Linked DNA regions of Sus scrofa: region 2 is linked to region 1. Evidence: chromatin contacts called from public HiChIP or PLAC-seq data. All regions are on one chromosome and are shown on one strand. The core of a region is the stretch at or near the end of the contact, and the rest is flanking DNA. Distances in the headings are between cores, read along the strand shown.

What was found. HiChIP or PLAC-seq counts read pairs in DNA pulled down with a chosen protein or histone mark.
Region 2: an H3K27ac HiChIP or PLAC-seq map of alveolar macrophages shows a contact between it and region 1. The contact joins two enhancer-like sites. A contact is called at or near these places in 1 of 47 Hi-C or Micro-C datasets (liver) and 1 of 2 datasets of contacts at active chromatin or transcription factors (alveolar macrophages).

Annotation. Positions count from the first base shown.
Region 1 is chr5:47,262,405-47,270,039 of Sscrofa11.1, forward strand. The region is part of intron 38 of ITPR2 (inositol 1,4,5-trisphosphate receptor type 2); the gene reads left to right. Among named protein-coding and RNA genes, the nearest start is that of ITPR2, 330 kb to the left of the region's middle. Within about 2 kb of position 4,522, at least 2 of the 83 cell types and tissues checked have an H3K27ac peak or open chromatin away from gene starts, as enhancers often do. A contact at or near this core is called in alveolar macrophages, where this site is marked.
Region 2 is chr5:47,393,496-47,401,130 of Sscrofa11.1, forward strand. All of the region lies in intron 53 of ITPR2 (inositol 1,4,5-trisphosphate receptor type 2), which reads left to right. Among named protein-coding and RNA genes, the nearest start is that of SSPN, 210 kb to the right of the region's middle. Within about 2 kb of position 4,991, at least 1 of the 83 cell types and tissues checked has an H3K27ac peak or open chromatin away from gene starts, as enhancers often do. A contact at or near this core is called in alveolar macrophages, where this site is marked.

The sequences.
Region 1 (7,635 bases), core at 3,272-5,771:
TTACTCTCTTTGTGAAGTTGTAGCTAATCAACTTACAGAATTGGGCACCATCAGAAATTAACCCCACATTGTTTGAATGAACTTTTTAATATCTTTTCACAAAGGAAGATCTGGGATGGAGGAGGCAAGGTAATAGTAAATGTTGAGAAACTGAGACCTTGGAATGAAATTGAGGTTGTTTGCATACTAAGGGCTTAAAGAGCCACTGGGAAGCTACCAAAATCAATGATGTGAGCTTGACTTTCCCAGCTCCTCATACTCCCATTTTCCAAATAGGACTTGAGGTTTCAACCGAAAGCCCTAGTGAGAAATTAATATTCATTAGGAGAGTTCCCACTGTGGCTCAGCCGTAAAGAACCCAACTAGCATCCATGAGGATGTGGGTTCGACCCCTGGCCTTGCTCAGTGGGTTAAACATCCGGTGTTGGTGCGAGCTGTGGTGTAGGTTGCAGATGTGGCTTGGATCCTCCGTTGCTGTGGCTGTGGTGTAGGCAGGCAGCTACAGCTCTGATTCAACCCCTAGCCTGGGAACCTCCATATGCTGCAGGTGCAGCCCTAAAAAAAACCAAAAAACAAAAAAAGAATTGTTTAGGACACTCAGTTGAAACCAAAAGCTCGAAATGCTATGCAGAGCACTTCTATTTTATATATTAACAGATTAGTAGTCCCATTCCTTTCTGATTTTAGGTAAGGTAGTCTTGAACTATAGCAAAACCACCACTCTAGTGGCTTTTTCCCTATTGAAAAAGGATTTTATTTCTCTCTTATCCTTTGAAAACCTTAGGACACGAATTCGTCCAGTGTAACCATATATCCTGACTTTAGTGCAAGTGGATATTCACAAGTAGGTTGTTTTCTAAAAAGTCATAGTAAAACCCAGATTTTAACAATTTTTCGTTTTGATAGATTATCTGAATTTTGTGAGATTTAGCATACATAGGTATTTCACATTGTTTTAACTTTTCTAACTATGTGCAGTAGGTATTATTACTAGTATTTTTATTAACCAAAGGGAAAACTGATGTGTAGAGAGGTACAATGAGCTCCCCAGGGCCACGCCGCAAGGAAGTGACAGGATAGGGCATCCAAAACAGACCATAAGCATTTTTATCCCACTATGTTAGTGGTTCCCAAATGTTGTTTCAAAGACTGGTGCCAGGCTGGCCCATATTTAAAGGAAATTCTATTTTATTATGTCTAGAGTGAAGGCCAGGGATTCTTTCATTTTAAAATAGCTTCCCAGGTATTTCAAATGTAAGATAAGAGCTGGTAGCTACTTCATGTTTAATATTCTGAGCTATAGAGATAGCATTAGAACATCTCTGTTTATGCTGTACTTCATATATATTTGTTCTGTTCATCTTTCTGATATATATATATGTGTGTGTGTCTGTCTGTCTATGTATCTTTCTATCTCTCTCTCTCGTGTATTCAAACCAACCTGTAAAAACACAGTTCACTGTTTTTTTGTTGTTCGTTGGTAAAACTTTAATATAAAATATATCTTTCCAAACTGGATATAAAATATTTGTGGTTAATGTAGTCATATTTTATGATATTTAAAATAAAATAGTGGGAAATGTAATTCAATAAATGACAACTTCATAGTTCCCGCTGTGGCACAATTGGGTTAAGGGTCTGGCATTGCCGCAGCTGTGGCGTAGGTCACAGCTGTGGCTAGGATTTGATCCCTGGTCTAGGAACTTCCATATACCATGGTAGGGTGAAAAAAAAAAAGACATCTGCTATAAAAAGGCGGCTAGCCTCCGGGTCTTAAAATGAGGCTAGCCATTGTAACTTTGTTAATGAGTAAAGTCAGAGTTGGTTTAATGAGTTGGTGTTGGTGGGATGGCTTGTTAACATCAGTGGATATAACTTGCTGTTGCATTTTTGCAAAGTAATAAAAAAGGACTAGTGGATCCCCTACCCTACCATAATTGAGTCTTTTTTTTTCCCTCTCCCTGTTTGCATCTGATGTGTAATCTATCACTGCTGGGACTGGGGCTCCATGAGCATCTTTCCTTTTTTCATTTCACCCATCCTCTGCCCCCACTCCCATCTTTTTATAAAGATCATTTTGTTTTGTACAAATATTTTTTTTAAAGGGGCATGATTGCAAAGGCCAAAATAAGTCTGTGAGCTTACCTGCTTCTGTTTCATCACCAAGCATATGGCTTGGGTTTTGGAAAGATTCGAAAAGGGGCTCTGAATGCCTGTAACGAATATGAAAAGTTTTGACAGTTCTAAGTTAATAACCAGGGTATAGACAACTTTGCAGAACATGTACTTTCTAGAAACACAGTTCTTAGTGTGGTTCAACTGTCACAGTGTATTTACCAAGTATAGGTTGGCAGCTGTTTAGGCATTTTTAACTTAAATTTTAGTATTTACATAATACTAGTATTGCATAATGAATAGGAATAATTTTTCATGTGCTGTACTTATAAATAATAACAAAAGTATGTTATGGCTTTCTGAACTTCAGTCAGAAGTTTATGAGCAAATAAACCTTTCTTAGCAAATGAATTCTATATTGTCAGTTTTGCCTAACTATTGAAATTGCACTGCTTCACAAATATGTCTTCAGGTAATAAAATAAATGAAATAAGCATTATTCAGGCTGGTTAGGTGGCATTTCTTTTTGAGGATTTACACCATAGAAAGGAAGCTACTTAAGGGCAGAATCAGTGTCCCTAACTCTAATGTACTTTCACAATGACTCATAGTGTTTTATTAATGCGATGATGTTTGGTCCAGGAAATAATTTATTCATGGACTCTAAAAAGAAACAAATTCTATGTCTTAGGTAATATGTCTATGTCTTAGGTAAATGAATTCTCCCCAGTTCTAACTTGTTCTGTATAATCTTTCAAAGTTATAACAGCCTGCAGAAGCTCCATACCCACAAATATCTAGTCAAATTTGTAGATAAGATGTGCTTTAAAAATTAAAAAAAAAAGACGTGCTTGGTATAGTAACTAGGTTTGAGATAGAGAAAAAAAAATGAGTTATTTTAACAGATTATTTAATATAAGAATGGTAATTAGATATTGAAATGAGATGCTAAAAGAGAAACATGAAAGCATCATGTAGAAAGCAACTTCAAGAAGCGGCTCTCACCCGTAGGGCAGGAGCAAAGGGAAGAGACTGGAATCAATATAACTTAAAAAACTTAGTATAGGGGACCAGACTTCTGAGGCTTGTGGTAAAGGCCAGGAGCAGATGTTTTGGAGGCAAGGGCTTGATGGAAAACTACAAACTGGGTTAGTTGTAGCTGGGTGCAGGCATCACCCCTGCCAGAATAATGTGTGGTTGGCTACTTAAGAACAGGAGGCAAAACCAGGAAGTCTGCAGGAAGCCCACAAGAAACTCACAAGAAAGAACCAATCTCTTCTTCCTTCAGCCCTCTGGTACCTCCTATTAGAAGAGTCTACTTTGATTCCAGCCAGCAAAGTGGAAATGAGATTCATAAAATCCAGCCCCAGCATCACAAAGGCTAGTTTTGAGCTGAGAAGCAATACCGTCAACTGGACTTTAAGTAATTTGCCAGAGGGGGAGGGTAAGGGAGAGGGATGGACTGGGAGTTTGGGGTTAGTAGACGTAAACTGTCATATTTGGGATGGATAAGCAATGAGGTCCTGCTGTATAGCACAGGGAACTATATCCAGTTTCTTGGGTTAGAACATGGTGGAAGATAGTATGAAAAAAATTGGTTCAAAGGTAATTTTTGAGTAGTTAATATACCACATGGTACAAAAATATAAAGAGTAATTTCTAGCCCACCCTCATGCCTCATGCACCCCATTCTTGCCTTCCCATCTCCCTCCAACTAGGTAATCACTGTTATCAGATTCTTATGAACCCTTTCAGAGTTTCTTTATGCAATCACAGGCAAATACAAATAGGTATTCTTATCTCTATTTATCATATTACTTCTCATACCACTTTTTAGAATTTTGATCTCTTACTATATATCTTGTTGATTTTTCTGTATTCATACATCAAGAGCTTCTTCATGTTTTTAAATCTCATTAGCTTAATGAATTCTCTTACTGCTTTCAGTAGTTTTAAATTTTATTCTCTTTGGTGTTTTCAGGATAAAATGACATCATCTGCAAATACTGATAGTTTCCAAATTTTCTATCTCCGAAATCATTTCTCTCTGCTAATTGTTTTGGCTTGGACATTTAGCACAGTGTTAAATATTAATGGTAATAGTGAACATCTTTGTCTGTTTCCGGCTTTATTCGGAATGCTTCTGATATTTCCCATTAAGCATGATGCTGGATTTGTGGATAAGTATATTATTGTGTTAAAGGAAGTATCCATTTATTGAGCTTATTTTTTAAAATCAGAAATGATACTGAATTTTGTTAAATGGCTTTTTAGCATCTATAGGGCATGATCAACCAAATGGTATTTCTCTTTCTACTTAATGAATTAATTATATTTCCTTTAACTTCCTCTATTGTTAATAGATTCCTTAATATTTCTGGTACTGAGCCATCTTTGTATTCCTGGAACAGACTCCACTAGGTCATAGAATTGCTATCACACACTATAATCCTTATTAAAAGATTATAAGTATTTGTTGTTGATGACTATTCCTCAGACTTTTATGTCACTTTTACTCTTTCATAAGAAGAATTTGAAAGTTTTTCTTGTTTTCCTCTCCTGGAATAGATAGCATTGGAATGATCTCTTCTTTATTTATTTTATGTATTTTTTTAGGGCCACACCCAAGGCATGTGGAAGTTAGCAGGCTAGGGGTTGAATCAGAGCTACAGCCTACGCCAGCTTACGCCACAGCCACAGCCACAGAATCTGACCTATGCCACAGCTCTGGGCAATGCATGATCCTTCACCCACTGAGTGAGGCCAGGGATCGAACCTGCATCCTCATGGATACTAGTTGGGTTCATTAGGTAATCACTGTTATCAGATTCTTATGAACCCGTTGAGCTGCAAAGGGAACTTCTGATCTCTTCTTCAGTGTTTGGTAGAGTTTCCCTGTGAAACTATCCGGGGTTGGTGCTTTTGGGTTACGTAGCTCTTTGACGGTTTTCTCAGTTTCTTCTGTGGAAATGGACCTTTCAGATTTATTTGTTTCATTTTGGTTCAACTTTGGTGAATTACATTTTACTAGAAAATTCCTTATTTTATTCTGGCTTTGAAAAAAAGTATATGTGGTGATGAAACATTATATTGATCATGTTTTCTTTGTCTCTCTGCTTTCTGTAGTGTCCCTTCCAATTATTTATTCATTTCTTTTTTTTTTTTTTTTTTTTTTTTTTTTTTTTTTTTTGTCTTTTTGCTATTTCTTGGGCCGCTCCCGCGGCATATGGAGTTTCCCAGGCTAGGGGTCTAATCGGAGCTGTAGCTGCCAGCCTATGCCAGAGCCACAGCAACTCGGGATCCGAGCCGCGTCTGCAACCTACACCACAGCTCACGGCAACGCCGGATCGTTAACCCACTGAGCAAGGGCAGGGACCGAACCCGCAACCTCATGGTTCCTAGTCGGATTCGTTAACCACTGCGCCACGACGGGAACTCCTATTTATTCATTTCTAAAGAAATATTTTCGTGGTTTCATCTCTTAATGTGTTTTTCACAATCTCTTCCTGAATTCTTACCTTTTCCCCCTACTGTATTGTTGTATAGAGGCGATTTCATCATAACTGTACAAAATGCATGTTGAAAGATTTTGGTAACAATTTTTATTTATATAATTCATAAGATTGACCTTTGTTGATAGATTTTGCTGCTGCATTTCACCTTTTCCATCCTTTCGTGTCCCTTTTGCCTATTCTTTCTGTTGATACAACCAAGTAATTTACAGATTCTTGAAGGTCCCAAAGCTTTTTCCTTTTCTGCCACCACAAAGACTGAACACATCCTGTAAATATCATGACTCTAGTTCCTCTGCACCTCTGACTTCAAGTGATACAACGGGGAATGTAGCTTTTGTGTTTCTGGGGGCTCCATGACTTCAGGCAGTATATTTTTCCTTTCCATTTTGGCTGTGCTGTGGAACCATCTTGCCTCTCTCAGTGCTTCTTCCTGTCACTTTGTTCTGCATGGCTTCTGCCTGACAGCAGCTGATATAGGCAGCCTTTCTAGGTCCTTTGTAGTCTTTGGATTCTATCTGTCTCTTCCTTTTGCTGAAAATGGAGCTTTCAGAGATTTATTTTATTTATTGTTGTTTTTGTTGATTTCCACAGAAATATAATGATGTTAAATTAGTTAGCCATGCATATACCAGATGTCAGCATGTGCTTTTAAAGAATAGCATTTTAATATTGGAGCTTTGATGGTTTATACAGGTAATCCAATAGTCGGAACAAGTGCTGGTCAAATGTGGAAGTAAAATATGTTCATACTGCCCCCCAAAGTAAATGAGAAAGATGCTGCTTTTCTTTTCCTTGACTTTCATTTCCTTAAGTATTGGAACTTGGTGCTAGTATTTTGAAGGTCCAGGAAAATTCTTTTCATTAATGAAGGATATGAAGCTTTTATTTTTGTGTGTTTTTTTCCCCTAGAGTTTCCCTTTTTTTAACCTGTAGATTCTTTTTTTCTCTCTTCTTTTGCCTGTACTAGACCAGATTGGCTCAATCTGAGTAAGATTTTATGGGCTCTGTTTTTTACCTTTTTTTTTTAAGGTATCTGGTTTCTTTTGATAGTGCAAAATATGTTAGTGAGTAATGAGGTAGAAATTACTTTGTGTATTTGTTAAACTGTCCAGAGTTTAGGAGAGTAATTTTCTACCATCGTACTTTTAGTTAACGAGAAAATACCCAGCTTCTGTTCTATTTGAAGGATAATTTTTCAGCCTGTTGCTATAAATCCAGACAGCAGTAGACAATTACATTTTGTCTGAAGAATTAGTCATAGTTTAAATGCAAGTTTTAATTGATAAAATAAGAAATTTTAAGCTCAGTTGTTCATTAAATTGTATTCCTTTTTGATTATTGTTAGTTATCAAACTAAAATGACTTGAATTAAGATTAAATCGAAGCTTTAGCATTAATTTTCCTTGTAAAATGTAATTCTCTGTGACAGTCAGAAAATAAATGAACTGAAATCCGTACTCCAACAGAGTAACTGCCCATACAGTAGCAAGTTACTGGAGCTGACAATTTTCAAATGATAGTAGCTGGTTATGTAAGTCACCCAAGATGGCTTCATGTACTATTATTTCCAGACAGAATTGGAAATAACATGTGCCAAGGTAACAGGCAGTCAGACGAAAACATAACAATTTGCTTTCCAATAATTATCATCACCTCTAGCCAAGCTGGAACTTGATTGATCCAGTACAGAAGAATATCTTTTTGTATGGACTTATTTCAAGCCCAGAAACATCATGGCTATAGTAAATATTCCTTTAAATCATCATGGCTATGGTAAATATTCTTTAAATCATTTTTTGGACTTCATTAGAAGAAAGAGCAATAATCACTTCATTATTTGTCTATCAAACTAAACTGGTGCAAATTCTAGCCAGAACGATTCATTGTTCCCATTTCCATTCCCTCACTCTTGGTTTTTTCCCTCTCTCTCCTTTTAAAAAGAGAAGTTAATTGGAAGTTTTTTAATGAGAACATATTCTACTAAGAAATTTAGTTCATTCTTCTC
Region 2 (7,635 bases), core at 3,741-6,240, 130 kb after region 1:
TCTCAAATTCAGGCCAACGGGTGTTTCTTTCCTCTTACCATTATCCACGATTCAAAAAACGCAGAGAGCTATTTCAAAAACTTAGACATAGTTCCAGTGGCTGGGTAAAATTAAATAGCTCTTCGGAGTTCCCCGTCGTGGCTCAGCAGTAACTAACTAGTATCCATGAAGATGCAGAGGTTTGATCCCTGGCCTCGCTCAGTGGGTTAAGGATCCCGAGTTCCGTGAACTGTGGTATAGGTCACAGACATAGCCTGGATCCCGCATGGCTGTGGTGTATGCCAGCAGCTGCAGCTCCAATTCAAACCCTAGCCTGGGAACTTCCATATGCTGCAGATGTGGTTCTAAAAAGCAAAAAAAAAAAAAAAAAAAAAGCTCTTAGAATCTTTTGGCCATCTTGAACATGAATTTATTGTCATCAGTACTTGTTGTTCCCTTTTTAATTCAACATTCTTTCTCCTCAGTGGAGTATGAAAACTAACATGTTAGAAAATTTCCTTGCTTGTTGGCACAAGTATGTTAACAATATGATCCCAAGTATAGTAATCCTATTCCTGCCTTGCTCTTTTATCTCTGAGTATTACTTTTAAATGCTTTCCTTTTTATTTTACAAAACAAATATGCTGTAGCCGTGGTTTGATTTTAAGAACAAAATAGTGAGTTGCCAGTGAACCACCAAAAAAGCTAGTGTTCCTCCTGCCAGAGTCTACCAAGGCGACTGACCCAAAGGGCCCCGCACAACAACTGATCCAGTGGTACTTATCCATCACTCAGCGTCCAGAAGCTCTTAAAGTGCAGTGCGGGAGCTGCTGGAGGCCACACTTCACAAATGAGTTCCTCCAGGTCACACACAGTGTGCACATATCCCACAATGTGGCTACCCAGCTCTGTGCAAGTCTGCCAGTCTTAGGTTTTGTGCCTTTCCCCAGGCATTGTCACTGATGCTCAACCAGAATGCCAGTGTAATTGTTTCACACGTTTTTACTGATTGTGCCATTCTGCTCTTAACATTTCACAAAATGAGCTGAGTATTTTTATAGAGTAGGAAATTGATTCAGTTCAGTACAAATCCTCAGTGATAATGATGATAATATTAATAAATATAAAATCTTTGTATCCATTCACTCATACAGTGATTGTTATCTGCCTCTCCTAGGGGCCAGCCATCGTGCTAGGTTATTCATGACAGTGTTGACTAAAAAAAAAAAAAAAAAAATCCTGGCCATTATGGAATTTATAAAATAGGGAAGCATGAAAAGTTACAAAATATGGTTCTGCAGATGGTGCTGTGACAGGTAATCACAGGAGAGCCTGGCTGACTAACAGAGACACTCTTCTGGGGAGGGATTATTTAAACTGAGATTTAGAGGATGAAAGGGGACCAGTCTACCTAAGAGGAAGGAGACGTGTATTCCGGGCAGGGGGAACATGAGGGAAGGCCCTGAGGCATGCTGATGGGTAGATAGATGCTACTAAGTATTCTCATATTATAAGTAAAAACACTGAAGGATAGAGGCCTTAAGATCACCGCCAGTAAATCAACCTAGATCTTTGATTCCAAGACCTATGCTCCAGTCTTTTAAATTTTATTGCCTCCTACTTAAAGGATTAATCACTATAAATGATTTCTTCCCTAATCAAAATTTAGAGTTGGTTAAAATTCTTTCTATTGTATTGCCTTGCCCCTAGAATGGTTGGATAGAATTTCTTTTTTTTTTTTTTATAATTTTTTTTATTTTCCCACTGTACAGCAAGGGGGTCAGGTTATCCTTACATGTGTACATTACAATTACATTTTTCCCCCACCCTTTCTTCTGTTGCAACATGAGTATCTAGACAAAGTTCTCAATGCTATTCAGCAGGATCTCCTTGTAAATCTATTCTAAGTTGTGTCTGATAACCCCAAGCTCCCGATCCCTCCCACTCCCTCCCCCTCCCATCAGGCAGCCACAAGTCTCTTCTCCAAGTCCATGATTTTCTTTTCTGAGGAGATGTTCATTTGTGCTGGATATTAGATTCCAGTTATAAGTGATATGGATAGAATTTCTTTATGCATATTGTTTTCTGAAGGCAATTTCTCTAAAAAATAAATACTTTTTTTATCCTAACTGCAGTTGACTCCCTCCCTCTCCCCCCTGCCCTGGGGACATTTGGCAATGTCTGGAGACATTTTTGGTTGTCATAACTCTGGGAGGTGTTCTACCAGCATCTAGTGAGCAGGGGTCAGGAAGGGTGCTAAACACCCTCTGGTGCACAGGACAGCCCCCCCCCCCAAGAATGATCCAGCCCCACATGTATGTAGGGTTGAGTTTGGATCACCAAGTCTGTTTGGATGTTGGTTTATAGCTCTGAATGCAGACACATCAAGAGGCTTCCCATACTTTTACTTAATTCATTACACAAAGAACAGAACTTTCCTTTTCTCTGTCGGTAAACAGGGACAATTCTTCCAGGAATATTACCCCAGGGGCAAAGGTGCCATTTCTTTTCTCTTTTTTTTTTTTTCCTGCTTTTTAGGGCCACACCACCTGTGCTGTGGCATATGGAAGTTCCCAGGCTAGGGGTCTAGGAGTCTGGGGATCAAAATCGGAACTGTAGCTGCTATCTGACACCACAGCCGCAGCAACTCGGGCTGGGTCTGCGATCTACACCACAGCTCAGAGCAAAGCTGGATCCTTAACCCACTGAGCAAGGCCAGGGATCCACCCCCCATCCTCTTGGATACTAGTTGGATTTGTTTCTGCAGAACCACAACAGGAACTCCAAGGCTCCATTTCTTTAGGCTTGACCTGAGCTGAGAGAGGCGGGTGTGATTTTGCAGGGTAAAGTCCCAGACTGGAGAAGAAGGGATCCTGGAGGGATTTCAGCCCTGGAGGTGTGACAGAGACTCTGGTGGAAGCCAGAGATGGTGGCAGTAGCTTTTCACAGTTAGGCAACATTCCTAAATCAGTGTTAAAAACTGCAGGAAGGCCTGTTTTAATCTACTCTTTCTTCTGTGCCCCTTTTACATTCGACAGGGTAAGTGTTAAATTCCATGTGATTGAAAATTCTGTAAATTTGATCTCATAGGCCTTGCCACCTTTCAAATTTGGCCACATGTGTTTAACCGCAAAGGTAGAATGAAAACCAGAACCTGGTGTTTGTTGTGCAGCATGTGGCTTTCAGATTTAAAAATAACTTTTCTGTGTCAAGACCAGGATGAAATTTTAATTTGCAGGCCCTAGTGTCCATTTGTGAAGGCCTTGGTTTGTTACCTAGTGGACAACAGGTCCCTACAACAAAAGGGCCGGATGCACACAGTAGCATGATTACAAGCCTGGCAGTAAGTGGGAGGCAGGGCAGTCAGCTCCTGAGGATGCTCCAGCAGATGCAGGTAGGGTCATCATCCCAGAGGCATTGAATTCTCATGGCAACTGGCAGTTAGGGGAGAATAAAAACACCTTGATTTCATTTGCTGCAAACCTCCTGGACTTCCTAGACAAAAATATTCTCTATAAGAAAAAAAAAATCCAAACTGAGATAGTAGAAGAAAAAAGAATGCATATATATATAACATATACATTATATATTATATATATTATATATGCACATATATGCATATATATAACATATACATTATATATTATATATTATATATGCACAGATATGCATATATAATATATAAAGAATGCATATATATATCCAAACTGAGATAGTAGAAGCAAAAAGAATGCATTTATATATAATATATACATTATATATAACATATGCATATATTATATATAAAATATATAAAGAATGCATATATACATATGCATTCTTTTTTCTTCTACTATCTCAGTTTGGATTTTTTTTTCTCATTCTTTTTCTTCTACTATCTTCCATCAGTGTTTTCTTGTCTTCTTATCTTATAAATATAAAAGTCATCTTAGGTTTGTTGCTTATCTTCATTGAAATACCAGGCATCTAGTTCCTTCTTCCTAATAGTCTATTTCTGTGGTCTAATGGGACCATCCTTTCTCAAGCCGCCCCTGACACATAATGTTGTCATCTCCTTTATGCCCACAGTCCCATCAGCTCCCATTCATTGATCCTTTCCATTCTCACTGCCATTACTCTGGTTGAGGCGTATAACACAGCATGCCTGAATTATGGCAACTCCTTCTAAGTGCTCTTTCTACCTCCAGTCATTCTCTCTTCTTCAGTACCACCACCACATCACCCACTATATCAGCATTAGACTACTTGTCAGAAATCACTGCTTTGAATATTTCCTCCCCTTCTCCCAACTTAAGACGTCCACAATGCTCCATTGCCTGCCAAGTAAAATCCACACTCTCCCTAGAGCTTTTCAAAGACCTCCTAGTTTATCTCCCAGCCTTATCTAATACTCCTCTAGGTACTGGTATTATTGGCTCTTCATCACATAAACAAAACATTTTTTTAACTCTGGGGCTCTCTGCCATGCCATGTGAAATGCTTGTCTGCTGCTTGCTGTCTTAGTCCATTGAATAGTGAAGGCAAACTCAGAGTCTGTATTAATTAGAGGAACTCCCCCTCTCATTCTTAGTATTAAAAATTCTCTCTTCTGATCTCTTTGCACTATTGTGGCTTTTATCGTGTGTTAATTTGTCTTATTATTTAAGTGCATGTTTTATCTCGTATTGTTTTGCCAGCTAGATGGTAAATCACCTTGTTCCTGTTTAAAATTCTCCAGTGGTTCCCCATAGCTCTCAGGATAAAGTTTAAACCCTTTAGCTGGTATATGATTCTCTCCATCATCTGGCTTTTACCTGCTTCTCTTCTTACAGCTCCCTGACTCATCCGCATACCTCAAAGGTTCAGCCATTCCAGTCCACCCATTCCCCAAACCCTTTCATCTTCCCACCTGTATTTCTAGCTCCTAGCCAGGGACTCTTGAAACAGTGCAATGAGGCAGGTTTGGCATGGGAAAAGCCAGCAGGTTATGTAGGTAGGTCTCCACAAGGTGGCATCTACTTAGGCAAACTCACCGTGACTCAGGGCCTGGCTTTGAGCCCAAAGGCCTGGGAACTTGGCTTACCATATTCTGAGTAGATCCATCTCACAAAGGTAGAACCTTATTAACCAAGCCCATAGAGGCTACTATATACAACCAGCATGCCCAAGCTGGCATTGACTTTGACCTGCACAGTCTCCTCTCCCAGTTTACATGCCACACAGGAAGCCAATTGTCATTATATATTTGCAGTCAGTCTATTTTATTTCACAATGGCTAAGCACATGAATTGTGTGTGGATTTTACTAGTTCACTTCTTAAAGAACAACCAACCTTACTTCTGAATTACTGGGGAGAGATGGGAACACTTTCCTGCAGCTTCTATGAACTAATTAATCTGGCATTTAATTCATTTTTAGTAAACATTGGTGTCAAATGACCAGGTAGCTGCCAATTAAATACATGAATGTGGATCCTGCCACTAGATAGAAGATTGTTTGATTGAAAGTCTAAACATAGCAAAGTAGTGCATTACTAGAAAACCATATTTCTTTTCTTAAAATTTTATTGAAAAATAGTTGATTTACAATGTAGTGTTAGTTTCTGGTATACAGCAAAATGATTGATGTATTTATAGTTTTTCATATTCTTTTCCATTATGGCTTATCAAAGGATATTGAACATAGCTCCCTGTGCTGTACAGTAGGACCTTATTTATCCATCCCACATATAATAGTTCACCTCTGCTAATCCTAAACTCACAGTCCTTTCCCCTGCAAGCCCTTGACAACCACAAGCCTGTTCTCTGTCTGTGAGTTTGTTTCTGTTCTGTAGCTATATTCATTTATGTCATACTTTAGATTCCATATATAAATGATCTTATATGATATTTGTCTTTCTTTGTCTGACCCACTTCACTCAGCATGATAACCTCTAGGTCCATCCATGTTGCTATAAATGGCATTATTTCATCTTTTTTTATGGCTACGTAACATTCCATTGTATATATGTACCACATCTTCTTTATCTAGTCCCCTGTCAATGTATATTTAGCTTGCTTCATGTCTTGGCTATTGTAAATAGTGCTGCAGTGAACATTGGGGTGCATGTATCTTTCCAAATAATGGTTTTCTCTGGATAGATACCCAGGAGTAGGATGGCTGGATCATATGGCAACTCAATTTTATTTTTTTGAGGAACTTCCAAACTGGGAAAACTGTATTTCTTCAAGTCTCTTACACACTTCTGACTGTTTTCTTCACATCCTAGCCGTCACATTAGAAACTGCCACCTGGTGCTGGGAACCTAACCAAGTAATTTGCAGACTGAGCTTTCTTACTCTCTGCCTTTCCTGCCTCTTCTGCTGCTCTGGCTGCTGCCACCACGAGTTTTACCTATTCCACATTTCTCCTTTCTCCAAAATCAGTTTCATCTCTTCTACTGCCTAAGGCAGAATGTGCTTTGGTGCTCACCTCTAAGGTAAGTGGTCCAGCACAGGCTCTGCCAATATCTTTGATGCTGCATTTGGTGCTTTCTCATCCCTGACTTCCACCCTCTTCTCGAGGTATATGTTTTAGAAAGAAACAGCTCTGAATAAAGTGAAAATACCCAGATCTCTCATCCATAATGTCAGCTTATGAGAAGAAAATCAACCTTTTTCATAACAAAGTACCAAACAGGCATGGATCATGTCCACAAAATTAGGATTCTTTTTCTTTTTCTTTCAATGGTTGTTTTTACGCTCATACGTTGACATGCAGACTGGCTACACAATTCCAAAATTCATTGCCACTATGGTTCTTTAATCTTGTAACAAGAAAAATACATTTCTGCTCACTTCTCAAATTAGGAAATCCTGGTTCCAATTTCCAATTTGATGTGAACTTCTTTATTATTTTAAATTACTGAGAAGTGACTACCAAATTTGGTGACTTCATCTTTAAATAAAATAAGACTAGGAATTTTTTCTGCCACATTATATATTTTTCCCTCTCTCCATTTGTCCTTAAATATTTTCACATAAACACATTCACATAAAACAAATTATTCATGTAAATATATTATGTTTCCGGAGTTCCCGTCATGGCGCAGTGGTTAACGAATCCGACTAGGAACCCATGAGGTTGCGGGTTCGGTCCCTGCCCTTGCTCAGTGGGTTAACGATCCGGCATTGCCATGAGCTGTGGTGCAGGTTGCAGACGCGGCTCGAATCCCATGTTGCTGTGGCTCTGGCGTAGGCTGGAGACTACAGCTCTGATTAGACCCCTAGCCTGGGAACTTCCATATGCCGCGGGAGCGGCCCAAGAAATAGCAAAAAAGAAAAAAATAAAATTAAATAAATAAATAAATATATTATGTTTCCTGTCCAGAGCTCCATGCTGGTCATTCAGAAAGCTTAGATACTTACCAAAATAGTGAAATAGTATCCTCCCCAATTTGTAAGCACCTAACTTTTTTGAAGTATAGTTGATTTACAATGTTGTGCCAATTTCTGCTGTACAGCAAAGTGACCCAGTCATACATACATTTACATTCTTTTTTTGATGTTATCTTCCATCATGTTCTATCATAAGAGACTGGATATAGTTCTCTGTGCTATACAGTAGGACCTCATTGCTTATCCATTCTTTTTTTTTTTTTTTGTCTTTTGTCTTTTTGTTGTTGTTGTTGTTGTTGCT